4 separate regions of the Mus musculus genome follow, and regions 1, 2 and 4 are each linked to region 3. Evidence: chromatin contacts called from public Hi-C and promoter capture Hi-C data. All regions are on one chromosome and are shown on one strand. The core of a region is the stretch at or near the end of the contact, and the rest is flanking DNA. Distances in the headings are between cores, read along the strand shown.

What was found. Promoter capture Hi-C pulls out the DNA fragments that hold promoters and counts their contacts. A called contact is a pair of places that touch in the nucleus more often than the background predicts. Capture Hi-C pulls out chosen DNA fragments and counts their contacts.
Region 1: a promoter capture Hi-C map of pre-B cells shows a contact between it and region 3, with 4 times the contacts expected there. The contact joins the promoter of Pomgnt1 here to the promoter of Dph2 in region 3. A contact is called at or near these places in 3 of 39 promoter capture datasets (hippocampal neurons, liver and pre-B cells).
Region 2: a contact with region 3 is called in a promoter capture Hi-C map of liver, with 2.8 times the contacts expected there. The contact joins the promoter of Ppih here to the promoter of Dph2 in region 3. A contact is called at or near these places in 2 of 39 promoter capture datasets (hippocampal neurons and pre-B cells) and 1 of 9 other capture datasets (liver).
Region 4: a contact with region 3 is called in a Hi-C map of CD8 T cells, with 2.8 times the contacts expected there. The contact joins the promoter of Toe1 here to the promoter of Dph2 in region 3. A contact is called at or near these places in 3 of 39 promoter capture datasets (hippocampal neurons, liver and pre-B cells), 1 of 484 Hi-C or Micro-C datasets (CD8 T cells) and 1 of 115 datasets of contacts at active chromatin or transcription factors (double positive thymocytes).

What each region holds. Positions count from the first base shown.
Region 1 is chr4:116,149,114-116,151,952 of GRCm38.p6, forward strand. Pomgnt1 (protein O-linked mannose beta 1,2-N-acetylglucosaminyltransferase) reads left to right here and starts at 1,405. Exons shown (of 22, transcript NM_026651.2): 1 at 1,405-1,504; 2 at 1,952-2,130; 3 at 2,707-2,821. The coding sequence starts at 2,011.
Region 2 is chr4:119,319,085-119,322,069 of GRCm38.p6, forward strand. Ppih (peptidyl prolyl isomerase H) reads right to left here and starts at 1,439. Exons shown (of 10, transcript NM_028677.4): 1 at 1,325-1,439; 2 at 1,085-1,149; 3 at 746-769; 4 at 436-480. The coding sequence starts at 1,390.
Region 3 is chr4:117,890,564-117,893,502 of GRCm38.p6, forward strand. It overlaps Dph2 (DPH2 homolog), which reads right to left and starts at 1,440. Exons shown (of 6, transcript NM_026344.3): 1 at 1,147-1,440; 2 at 752-864; 3 at 332-555; 4 at 1-138. The coding sequence starts at 1,293. It also overlaps a transcript of Ipo13 not described here.
Region 4 is chr4:116,806,097-116,809,095 of GRCm38.p6, forward strand. It overlaps Toe1 (target of EGR1, member 1 (nuclear)), which reads right to left and starts at 1,463. Exons shown (of 8, transcript NM_026654.2): 1 at 1,372-1,463; 2 at 521-663; 3 at 390-430; 4 at 163-259; 5 at 1-47. The coding sequence starts at 1,423. It overlaps Mutyh (mutY DNA glycosylase), which reads left to right and starts at 1,638. Exons shown (of 16, transcript NM_133250.2): 1 at 1,638-1,675.

The sequences.
Region 1 (2,839 bases), core at 155-2,654, 1.7 Mb before region 3:
GACATTAATAAGGATCATGAGAAGACAAGATCATGGACAGTAAACCTGACGACAGAAGAGGGTCAGAGGCTAATGTGAGAACTTCTGCTGACTTGATTTTTTTAAAAAGACTTATTTTATATATGTGAGTACAATGTCATTGTCACTATCTTCAGACACACCAGAAGAGGGCATCAGATCCCATTACAGATGGTTGTGAGCCACCATGTGGTTGCTGGGAATTGAACCCAGGATCTCTGGTAGAGCAGTCAGTGCTCTTAACCACTGAGCCATCTCTCCAGCCCCTGCTTTTTTTGATGTTTAAATAAGAAAAACTTCAGTATAAAGAACATGTAAAAAACCAAAACATTTTTTGTTTCTCAGAGCAGGTTGCACTTCAAAATCCTGACTTGTTCTAGAACTCATGTTGTAGACCAAGTTGACCTTGAATCTATGGCAATCCTCCTTCCTCAGTTCCTAAGTGCTGGGAACCCAGGAGTGAGCTACTGTGGGTCTTAGCATCTTGTTATGAAAGTGGACTTGCCTCACACAGCCTTCCCTCACCTATATAGGAATGCAACACCACTTCCAACCTGGCAAGCACTGCTATCATATCGAAAGATGCCAACACTTTTGGAGTCCTCAAAAAAAAAAAAGTGTAAATAAATAAAGTGTTGCTGGGCATGTTGTACACTCCTTTAATCCTAGCATTTAGGAGGCAGAGACAGGTGAATTTCTGTGAGTTCAAGTTCAGCCGGGTCTACATAAGGAGTTCCAGGATAGCTAGGGCTATAAGGAGATAGGTAAGCTCCTGCTTCCTCAGAAAAGAACTAATCAGGAGCTGGAGATGGCTCAGTGGTTAAGCACACCTGGTGCTCTTCTAGAGGAGCGGTTGGGATCACAACTTTAATTTGGGCTCCAGGGGTATCAGACTGAGGTCTAGTCTCTTCAAGGAGCGCCCGCACTACCTGCACATGCACACAATCAAAGAGCATTTTTGGTTTTCTTTAAAGATGGGGTAGTCACGGTGCCTCTTAATCATGGTTTATGAAATCGAGTTAACGTAAGCGCTCAAAATAGTAGCGGAGCAGGTTTCTAATCCTCTCCTCCCCGGCCTGGAAACAGCCTTGCGGGGCTGGGCCAGGCCTCGGAGCTGCAGCCCTCTGATCCTGGCTTGCCCAGTGAGCTGGCCCGAGGTCCCGGAATGCCGCTTGCTCCGGCTCCGCGGTGCGGGGATGTGCTCTCGCCCGAGGTCCACTCGTGCGGACCGTAACCCTGCCAGACAGGCAGAGTACGCCGGCTCCCCTCGCGCTGCAGACGCCCGGCCGCGGCCGCCGCCCTAAGCGCCGCCCGCCGCCCTCTCACCCCGCGGCGGCGGCGGCGGCGGAAGCGGCGGGGCGGGCCGGCCGGGCCGGGGCGGGGCGCGAGAGGCATGGAGGAGGCGGAGGCCGCGGAGGCCGCGGCGCGCGGGGCCGAGCTGTGCGGGCCCGAGCGCGGCCCGAGCGGGGCCCGGGGCCCCTGAGCCGTAAGTGCCTCCCAGTGCGGGTCTCAGAGGGGTGATGCGGGCTGGGTGGGTCTTCTGAACCTTCCGGCGTCCCTGATCCCTGAGAGGAGAGGAGTTGAGCCAGATGGGAAGAGACGAGGGTGGAGGATTGGGGTGCAGGAGGTCGCTGTTACTGTTCTACCCCAGGGCTGGGAAGGACTGGGATTTGGACCTTTTAAGGACTGATGAATCGTTAAGAGTTGATTGAGTTACTGGCCTCCGCCGCTAAGGCCCTGATCCTGCACACAGTTCCTCTAGCCCCAGGGAATTTTCAGGTGATCCAACTCCTCCAAAGATTTTCTGGCCAGACCCAGAGAAGTTAAGCCACGTTGCCTAGGGCACACAGCTCAGCAGTTTGCTGAGAGAAGTCATTCCAGAAGGCATTAAGCTTTGGGACAAGCATCTTACTCTATGTGACTCTATATATAGTCCCCTCAGATTCCTGAAGTCATGGACTGGCCGGGACAGGGGTGACTCCCTAATCCAGTATGGATGACTGGAAGCCCAGTCCCCTCATCAAGCCCTTTGGGGCTAGGAAGAAACGGAGCTGGTACCTTACCTGGAAGTATAAACTGACAAACCAGCGGGCCCTGAGGAGATTCTGTCAGGTAAATGAGGTCCCACGTGTCCCAAAAGCTGCTCCCTAACTTTACTCTAACAGACTAGGAACTAACTACCTTGGCTATCAAGAAGAGGCAGCAAATTCCTGGAGGGGAAACCTCTGTCTGTTACAGCCTTCTCAGGCAGTGGTTTAGAGCCAGGATTCTGGAATCAGAACCCTAGTCTGACCTCGGCATCCAACAGAAACCAGAAGTCTGGTCAGGCAGGCTTTGCCCCTGACACCCAACTGTCAGGCAGTGTGGCCCACGTTCTTCTGTGTCTCTGGCTCTCCGCTGTGGTTCTCGGGTCCTAAATCCATCTCAAGGAACTAGTTATGGAGGGGACCAAGGAAGTCAAGGACTCAAATGGGAAAATACAAGACCACGGGGTAGGAAGGACCTGGTTGGTGGAGGGAAACCTGCCAGGGAACATTCTCTGGGAGATGGCCACAAATCCGTGTCCTTATTGGGAACCAGAAAGTGGAGAGACTGGTCCCTGTGTCCTCTTCAGCCAAGGTCATACTTTCAGAAGGCCCTTGTGATCTGGAGAGGGCTGGCTGCAGTCACCCCCATTTTCCTACTCAGACAGGGGCTGTGCTTTTCCTGCTGGTGACCGTCATTGTCAACATCAAGTTGATCCTGGACACTCGGAGAGCAATCAGCGAGGCCAATGAAGACCCAGAACCAGAGCAAGACTATGGTGGGGACCAGCTGAGGG
Region 2 (2,985 bases), core at 189-2,688, 1.4 Mb after region 3:
AGCAACGGTAACTAGCAAAGCCTCTGCTGAAGTCCTGACTGGCGCCAGGGAGATGGGTCAGTGGGTGAAGTGCTTGCTGTGGCAGCCTAAGGATCTGAGCTTAGACCTCTGGGAGCACGTGGCCACGCACCTGTACTGAACAGGTACTGAAAGGGTACAGCATGCTTTCCTTGGCATCGTTTCTGCAATACAGCATTCCACCAAGTCAGGGATGACTTAAGGCGCTGTGCATAGGCTTCATGGTGTTCAGTACCAAATCCAGGGCCTTATGAATGCTGGGCCAATTCTCTACCACCGAGCTACAGCCTCAGCCGCGAACATGCCATTTAAAACAACAGCCGTAAGCCTCACAGAGTTTGAACTCAGGTGTGCAGGACTGCCTGTACAGATACCAAGCAATGACTGCATTTCCAGTTTTCCAAAAACCTCCCTTACCTGTGGAAGGTGCTTCCTTTGTATCCTATCGGAACGCCATCTTTTCTGTAAACAAAGAAGGAAGAGACTTGGAATGGGGAAACACAATGGTGGGCCTTTCCCATTTAGGCTACACCAGAGGCTAAAAGGGCTCTCACTAAGATCTGGAGGGGGAAAAAGAGAGAGAAAGAACCCATTCAAGGTGTCACCCTCTCTCTGCATATCATCTTCCATTACTTAAGACCTGTTCATGGTTCTCCAATACCCTCACCAAACATCCAGGGCACCCCTTCAGGAGTAGGCAGAGAAATCAAACACATCTGAGACTGACCTGAACTCTCCGGTGCAGAATTGCCTAAAGGGAAAGAGAGAGCAAACGATTTAGCCTTCGTACGATCACTGCTTGAAGCACCTCTAATCTCTGGAGAGGAGAGTTCAAACACTGGGGCCAGTATGTCCGCCAACTAACTGATCGGGCGGATGTCAGGGCAGGTAGACTAGTGATAGAAGTTGATATGGGATCAGTCACAGCCGGTAGCTGTTTGGCCAGTGAAATACCCAGACCACAGAGCTGCAAGGCAATGAATAGATGGACAGAGGCAGACATGGCAAAGACCGACTGGAGGCCGGCTTCGGGCTCAGCTCTGGTTCACTTGGAGCATATCCTTACCTAAAGTTCTCTGCCGTCTTAGGCACCACGTCTGCAAAGAGCTCGATTTTCATGCGACCAACTTCCTGCAGAAGAAACGGGAGACGCAACACTCAGCTCACGACCGCTGTCCACGAAGCTCGAAAGCTCCCACCTCCCTCCGCCGCCTGGCCCAGCCGGTCTCGGGAGGGCTATAAGGGGCTGCCTCCCTTACCCGAGGCCAACCAGCCCGCACGGGCCGCTAGGTCGCCCGCACCTCACCTGGCCGCCAATGCTGACATCGAAGAAGACCACTGGATTGACTGGACTTGAATTTGCCACCGCCATGGCTTTGACCCGGAAGTAGAAACCCGGCTTCCGGTGGCAGGTCCCGCGAACTTCATCCGGAGCGCAGACGCAGTGGAAACGGACCGCGATTGCGCCCCGCCCCGGAAGTGTGGCGCGCGCTGAGGTTGTTGGGAATGGTACTGTTTGGCTGAGCTGGTCGGAGCTGAGGGGAGGAAACGCAGGCATCTTTGTCAAAGTCTGTGGGCTCCCCACTTGCATGACTGTATTAGTGCAATAGAAATGAATCTTCTGCAGACAGCATGTCCTGAGCAGTCACACTTGGTGTCCCCTGTCACAGCTCATGAGCCGAGGATCCCTGAGTCACCTTCCATATTTTAAAATGGTTTGTTACTGTAGCCTGGCTCAGTCGGGTGCTGGAAATGTAATTTTATTTATTTTCTTATGATTGTAAAATTTTTTATTTTTTAATTCACATTTACATCCCCAGTGCTGCCGCCTCTCCCGGTTTCCCCACCCCCTCCTTCTCTTCTCCTCTGAGAGGGTAGAGACCCCCTCTGGTTTTCCCTCCACCTTAGCACATCAAGTCTCTGCAGGGCTGGCCTCATCCTCTCCCACTGAGTCCAGACAAGCAGAAGAAACGAATTCCACAGCAGGGCAACAGCTTTTGGGATAGCCCCTACTCCAGTTGTTCGGGACCCACATGAAAGACCGTGTGTGTGTGGGAGGGGGCTAGGTCCCGCCTGTCTATGCTCTTTGGTTGGTGGTTCAGTCTCTGAGAGCCCCAAGGGTCATAGTTGACTCTTGGTTTTCCTGTGGAGTTCCAATCCCCTCGGAGGCCCTCAGGAGTCCTCAAGCTCCATCGGATGTTTGGCTGTGGTCTCTGCATCCCTGAGTCAGCTCCTGGGTGGAGTCTCTCAGGACAGCCATGCGAGGTTCCTGTCTGCAAGCACAACAGTCTCAGGGATTGTTGTTTGCCCATGGGATGGGTCTCTAGGCTAGTAAATCGTATGGGGCTTTGCCTATTTAAAATGCTGTTTGCCACTGCTGGTAGCAAAGACCAGGAAGTAAAGGCTGGCTTCTCTTATACCACTTTTACCAAGTACCCTTCTGCCTCTGTTTTGGAGGGCATTCAGTTGCTACCCCCCCCCCCTCTTTTCCTTCTCTCATGCTTGCTCCGGCCCAAAGATACTTATATGTAAGTACACTATACTTGTCTTCAGACACCCCAGAAGAGGGCGTGGTTGCTGGGATTTGATCTCAGGACCTTCGGAAGAGCAGTCAGTGCTCTTACCCACTGAGCCATCTCTCCAGCCCTGGTTGTTACACCCTTTAAGGTTTTTTGGTTTTTGTTTTGTTTTGTTTTTGCTTTTGGTTTTTTGAGACAGGGTTTCTCTGTATTGCCCTGGCTGTCCTGGAACTCACTCTGTAGACCAGGCTGTCCTCGAACTCAGAAATCTGCCTACCTCTGCCTCCCAAGTGCTGGGATTAAAGGCATGCACCACCACTGCCCAGCTTAAGGTCTTTTTTGAAACATTTTTTCACTTTTTTTTTTAATTTTAAGACAGTCTTGCTGTGTATCATGGGTTGGCTTTGAACTCTTCCAACTTCCTATCTCAGCCTCCCAAGTGCTGAAA
Region 3 (2,939 bases), core at 190-2,689:
CTGGATTCAGGGGGAAGCAGCGCCCAAAACGCTCCAGGGACTCAGGCTGTGAGCTCGGGGATCCCACTGGCAGGGGAAGAGCTGGGCGGGAGATGAGCAGATCTTGGTACTTTGGGAGCAGGAGCATGGCCAAAGGCTCTGAAAGAGGTGCATCAGAGTTGAAGTCTGGCAAAGTAAGAGATGTCTCATCCCCAGATGCCTCAATGTGACCCTAAAGGACAAGCCAGGCCAACTGAGGCCAAGAGCTCTAGGTAAGTGTGCTTAAATAGGAGGAATTAAGGCATGAAGCTGTGGACCCACCCTTCTTTCCCTCACAGGTATAATTTCTCACCTAGGGCATGGGCACAAGCTGGCTCACTCAGCAGTACCACCGGGGCTGTCGGATCTGGGTTCTGGGCTTCAAAGGCCTTTGCACAGAGCTCTAAAGCAACGGGTCGCTGACCAAGGACAAAGGTGATGGGCAGCTGCGAGGCTGGGGGGCTTAAGCAGGCAGGACCGAAGTGCACAAGGGCTTGAGCTCCAGCCTGCTCGGCGCCCAGCACATCCACACAGCAGCTGCAGGGGAGAGAGCATTGGTGAGAGGTGTTCCCTACCTGGAGAGAAGAGTTGTCATCAATGGGAAATGTGGCCAGTGGAGAAAATGGCACCAAGCTAGGAATTCACTGTGACTGAGGGAAGCTGGCATCAGGAGCTTCTCATCGTGCAAACACGGTCACTGGAGGCAGACACTGTGGGCTGGGAAACCCCATACCTGCCATAAGCTGTGTCCCCTAAAATGAACATCTTAGCTCCTGTGACTTCCTCCAGCCGGGCAGCCACCGCTCCCGCATCTCCTAGTAACTGGTCAGGGAACTGCAAAGTCACCTGTAAATACAAGCCACAAGTCAGCGACAACCTCACTCCTCCACCAACAGCCTCTGCAAAAAAACAAAAAACAAACAAAAAAACAAACAAACAAACAAAAAAACCCACTAAACATCCCAAGCCCCTACTTCTAAGGAGGCAGCCAGCCCCACAGAGTTGTGGGTAATCCGTGCGATACGGGCGGATCCCGACCCAAAGTCCCAATCTCCGCAACCCATACCCAGAGGAGAGCCCGCGCCCCGCGCCCCCTTTTCGCGCCCCCTTCTCTGAACCAGACCTCACCCGCTGACAACCTAAATCGCAGACAAATTTCGTAACTCGCTCCAGCTCATACACGCGGTCCAGGTCTTCAGGAGGAGTGAACTGTCCTGGAACGCCCGCCTCCCGTTGCAGGGCTGCCTCCGCAGGGCTGCTGAACGTAGACTCCATTGGGCGCAGCTTGGGTGGGGTGAGATGCAGCTGCACCCTCAAAAGTCCTCGAGGTCACAGCAGCTCTGTTTGTGGATCCGGACCAACCTGTCCTCGGGTCCTAGGATCCAAACCGTACGCTTCCAAATTCCCGGCTCTCCACTACACATGGACCTACGGAGATTACTTCCGGGTTCAAGGACTTCCCACAGAGAACCAATCACTAGCCTCTCACTCAGGACCAATCGGAAGTGCCGCAAAGCCTTGTGGGTGTTGTGGTTCCACTGGCTAAAGCTTCTTCCCGGATACCCTAAGGCCAGCCTGCCGGTGCCCTCTAATTTCTAAGTCACTAATTCAGTGTGAGCAGGCGCTATCTGCTGATCATATTTAAACGCGCGCGCGTGTGCACGTATATACATACAGTGAGAGCAAGGGTCCTTATACAGCTCAGTTCTTCAGGGTTGGCTGCAAGCTCCCTAATCCACCAAGCCATCTTCACAGCCCCCAGAATCTGAAACAGGGTCTTGCTGTGTGACCGAGCTGGATCTCCCAGTACTGCATAATTTCCAACTCAGTGCCCACAGCTTGGGTTTGAATATTTGTGAGCAGGTACTTACTGCCAGACATCGTAAAATGTCTCTATGTCCTTTACTTTGCCTGCTAGAGAATTGTCCCACAACCTGTTGTCCTCACGGTCTGTCAACCAAACACTGACCCTTGCTAAGTTCACCAGTTCATCATTAGAAGCAAGAATTATCCCATATAGATAAGAAAAACAAAACCATGTCTGCTGGTTCTAGAAACTGGGCTTTAGAGCCCGAATTTATTCTCTCGCCCCACCTCCTTGGGACTGAACCTGGGGCCTCGTGCATGGAAAGCAACGACTCTCTGGCTGAGCTACATCCCACATTCTCCCACACGACTTCTTATCATAAGGAGGGATGGGAGAGGAAGACTCTCTTCACGTGATGCCGTAGGGAAAAAGGACTGAAAACATGTGGCGCATCTCTGCATCCTCCAGGAGAGCTGAGAAATCAGGACTGTGGGAATGGGACTAACGGGGCTGGAGAAATGTTTCAGTGGCTAAGAGCACTTGCTGTGCTTGCAGTGGGTTCAGTTACCACCACCCACATGGTGGCTTATAACTATGTGCAACTCCAGTTCTAGGAGGTCCCTTTCCTTTTTTTTTGTTTTGTTTTTTTTTCGAGACAGGGTTTCTCTGTATAGCCCTGGCTATCCTGGAAGTCACTTTGTAGACCAGGCTGGCCTCAAACTCAGAAATCCGCCTGTCTCTGCCTCCCAAGTGCTGGGATTAAAGGCGTGCGCCACTACGCCCAGCTTTTTTTTTTTTTTTTTTTTTTTTTTTGTCCCTTTTCTAATACCTGCAGGCAACTACACTCAGGTGGTGCGCAGATATAAACTCAGCCATACACACATACACATTTTTTTTTAATTGGGACTGAGGAGCGGGATAAATAATGAAGTGGAAGACACTGATGCTACTAGCTGGCTGAGGAAGACACTGGATGGAAAAGAATGAAAGGCAGAATCAGTACAAAAGCTGGGGAAGATCAGAGGATGGGATGCAGTTACCCCATCCAGCAAGTGGATTCAGATGTCATGGATGGGAGTGGGGCGAACTCAGCCCGTTCTTCTGATCTTACTGA
Region 4 (2,999 bases), core at 213-2,712, 1.1 Mb before region 3:
CATAGCAGGGTGAGATTGAACACTTGAGCCAAGTAAGAATTTTCACCCTGAAAAACATGAGGATCTACTTTACCAAAAACTGGGAGGAAAAATTTCCACCATTAAGATCTCAACTCTCAGGCCCCATGCCTCCCTCAGACCTGGGATGAAGGTAATTCCTACCTTATCTGGTTGCTGCCTGAAGCAGGCGAGGCCCAGGGACAGGACAGAACGGGTCCTGGCAGCATGACACACGGCCTTGTAACGTTCCTCAATGCACCTTAGAGTTGGGTTTGGGCATGAGTTAGTTTCACAAAGAACCCAAACTACCAGGGCTGGCAGTCCCTAGCTTCTGGGTTGAGACCTACATATTTGTTAGAGCTGGGATCACAGGCAAGGCTTATACTTACTGGTTCAGCAAACTCTTCCTATCCCCGAGCCCACTCAGCTCCTATGGGTGGGTAAAGGAAGTGTGGTTATTTTCCACACCCATCACCAAACACTTCACAGCCACCTGCCCTCCCTTCCTCCCACTCCTCACCGTGTCCACAGCCACAAAGCTAGCTGTCTTTAAGGCTAGCAAGAGTGATGGCCATATCTCCTTGAAGTTGTCACTCTGCACGTCTACCACAGGAACCCGAACCACAAACTCCTCTGCAGGTTGTGTGTTTTTGTTGACACCACCTGGGGATAAGGGCGTTGATGGATTTAGATGGTTTCACAAGGTCCCTGTGGAGCAAACACCAAGCTAGATGTGGGCAAAGGGGTGCCCACTGACAAGCTTTCACTTAAAGATTTTACATCTACCAGCTCTAAACACAAGCTCTGAAATGGGCAGTGCCCTAAATTTGGAAAAAGGGCATCTGTGTCTTTTAGTGCCTTTATGTGGGACTGGGAAATCATTTCTTTTTTGCATCATGATCAGGAGAAAAGTGGACTAGATAACCTTTGAGGATTCTTTATCCTCCAGCCTGTAATCCCAGGACTAGGGAGCATTAGGCTGAAGGACCACGAGTTCAAGGCTAGCCTACAGAGCATGCTCCTATCTCAAACACAAACCGATCCCATAAAGCCACATATACATGATGCCTCAACAGCTACCGGAGTGCTCCAAAGTTAAACCCAAGCTCCACTTACTGTGGACGACTACGCACTCTGGTATTACCGACTGACAACCACCGGCTCCGTCCAAAACACACCACCCATCCCACCTCACTGCTCCACTCTACAACAGTTCGGGTTTTGCAGTTGCACGCGCTGCACACTGGGAGTTGTAGTCTAAGATAGCTGAGGCAAGAAGAACTACAGGCCTGTCTCCGAGCTACCGGGCCGAGGCTTTTCCCTCCCCAGGACCCCTTAGGCTTCTGTGGCCATCCCTGGGGAGCCGCTCACCGTCAGAGGGCGTTGGAACTGGAGGCACATCATCGTCACTGTCCGCGGCCATGACGCCCCTCGCCAGCCTTCTGGAGGTACGCAGAGACTTCCGCTTCGTCTCCAGAAGCGACACGGATCTAGGATGGGGCGGGGTCTCGGCGTCTGGGTCCCGTAGGGTCAACTTCCGTTCCGAGTGGTCGGGCGGGGTGCGGAGCGTGGGCCTTGCGCGCGCTGAGTGTCTATTGGCTGGACGGTCCTACTGACCGAAGCCACGCCCCCTTCGGGGTTTCTTGGGAGCGGCCGGTCGGAGACTGCGCAGGAGGTAATCTGTGCTTTCATTTGTGGTGGCGGGAACGTGGAATCTTAAAATTACAGCCGATCGTTTCACTTACACAAACTCAGGGTTGGCATGGGCAGCGCAGGCTTCTCGGCGCTGGGTTGGGGAAAGAATGCCTCCTGCGCTGAGCTAAAGCAAGCCTAGGAGTTCGGGAGAGAGGGGTGCACGGCCGAGTAAAGGGGTCCTGAGCATGGACACAAGTCCAGAAAGATAAGGAAGTGAGAGGGAAGCGTTCTACAGGACACAGGTAGATAAGTGGTAAAATGACCAGGAACGTTTTAAAGATAATTCACCCAAGTATTAATGTGCACTTGAGTTAAGGTTTTGGTAGGTCTTAATTTGACCTGTAGGTGGTAACAATGTCGGAATTCAGTCCCATCCTAGGAAGTGTTCTCTAGCTCCACCGACCTAGATTTCTCCTTATCTTAAAAGATAAAAGGCTTCAAACTTATCTTTAAAAATTCAGGCTGGGTGGGATGGTGCCTGACAATAATCTCATCCTTCAGGAGGCAGAGGCAGGCGGATCTCTGAGTTCAAGGCCAGCCTGGTGTACTGAGTGAGCTCCAGGGCTGCACAGAGAAACTCTCGTCTCTATAAAACAAAACAAAAAGCAATCTCCACACCTGGAGTGCTGGGTTATAGGTGTGCACAACCACTCTAGTTTGACTTTTTTTTTTTTTTTTTTTTTTGGTTTTTCGAGACAGGGTTTCTCTGTATAGTCCTGGCTGTCCTGGAACTCACTTTGTAGACCAGGCTGGCCTCAAACTCAGAAATCCACCTGCCTCTGCCTCCTGAGTGCTGGGATTAAAGGCGTGCGCCACCACGCCCGGCTAGTTTGACTTTTTAAAAAAGATTTGTAGTGGGCGATGGTGGCGCACGCCTTTAGCCCCAGCACTTTGGGAGGCAGAGGCAGGCGGATTAGGTGGGTTTCTGAGTTCGAGGCCAGCCTGGTCTACAAAGTGAGTTCCAGGACAGCCAGAACTACACAGAGAAACCCGTCTCCAAAAAACAAAAACAAAAAAGGTTTGTTACTATTTTTAATTCCGTGTATGATTTCTGCGTGGGTCCGTGTGTGTGAGTGCAGTCGGATCCCACCCTCCAACACAGATCTCACAGCCCTCTAATCCCCCTGGCCGTAGCCTAGGGCTGATATCACAGCTGGTTTATGAGCAGTCCAATATGGATGCTATGATCAAAACTCATGAGCCCCCACTGTGCAGCCACGTGGGATCCGGGATTGAACCCAGGACTTCATGTTCCCTAGACAGTCACTAACTGACCAACATCTCCACTCAAAAGTTGTGGGATT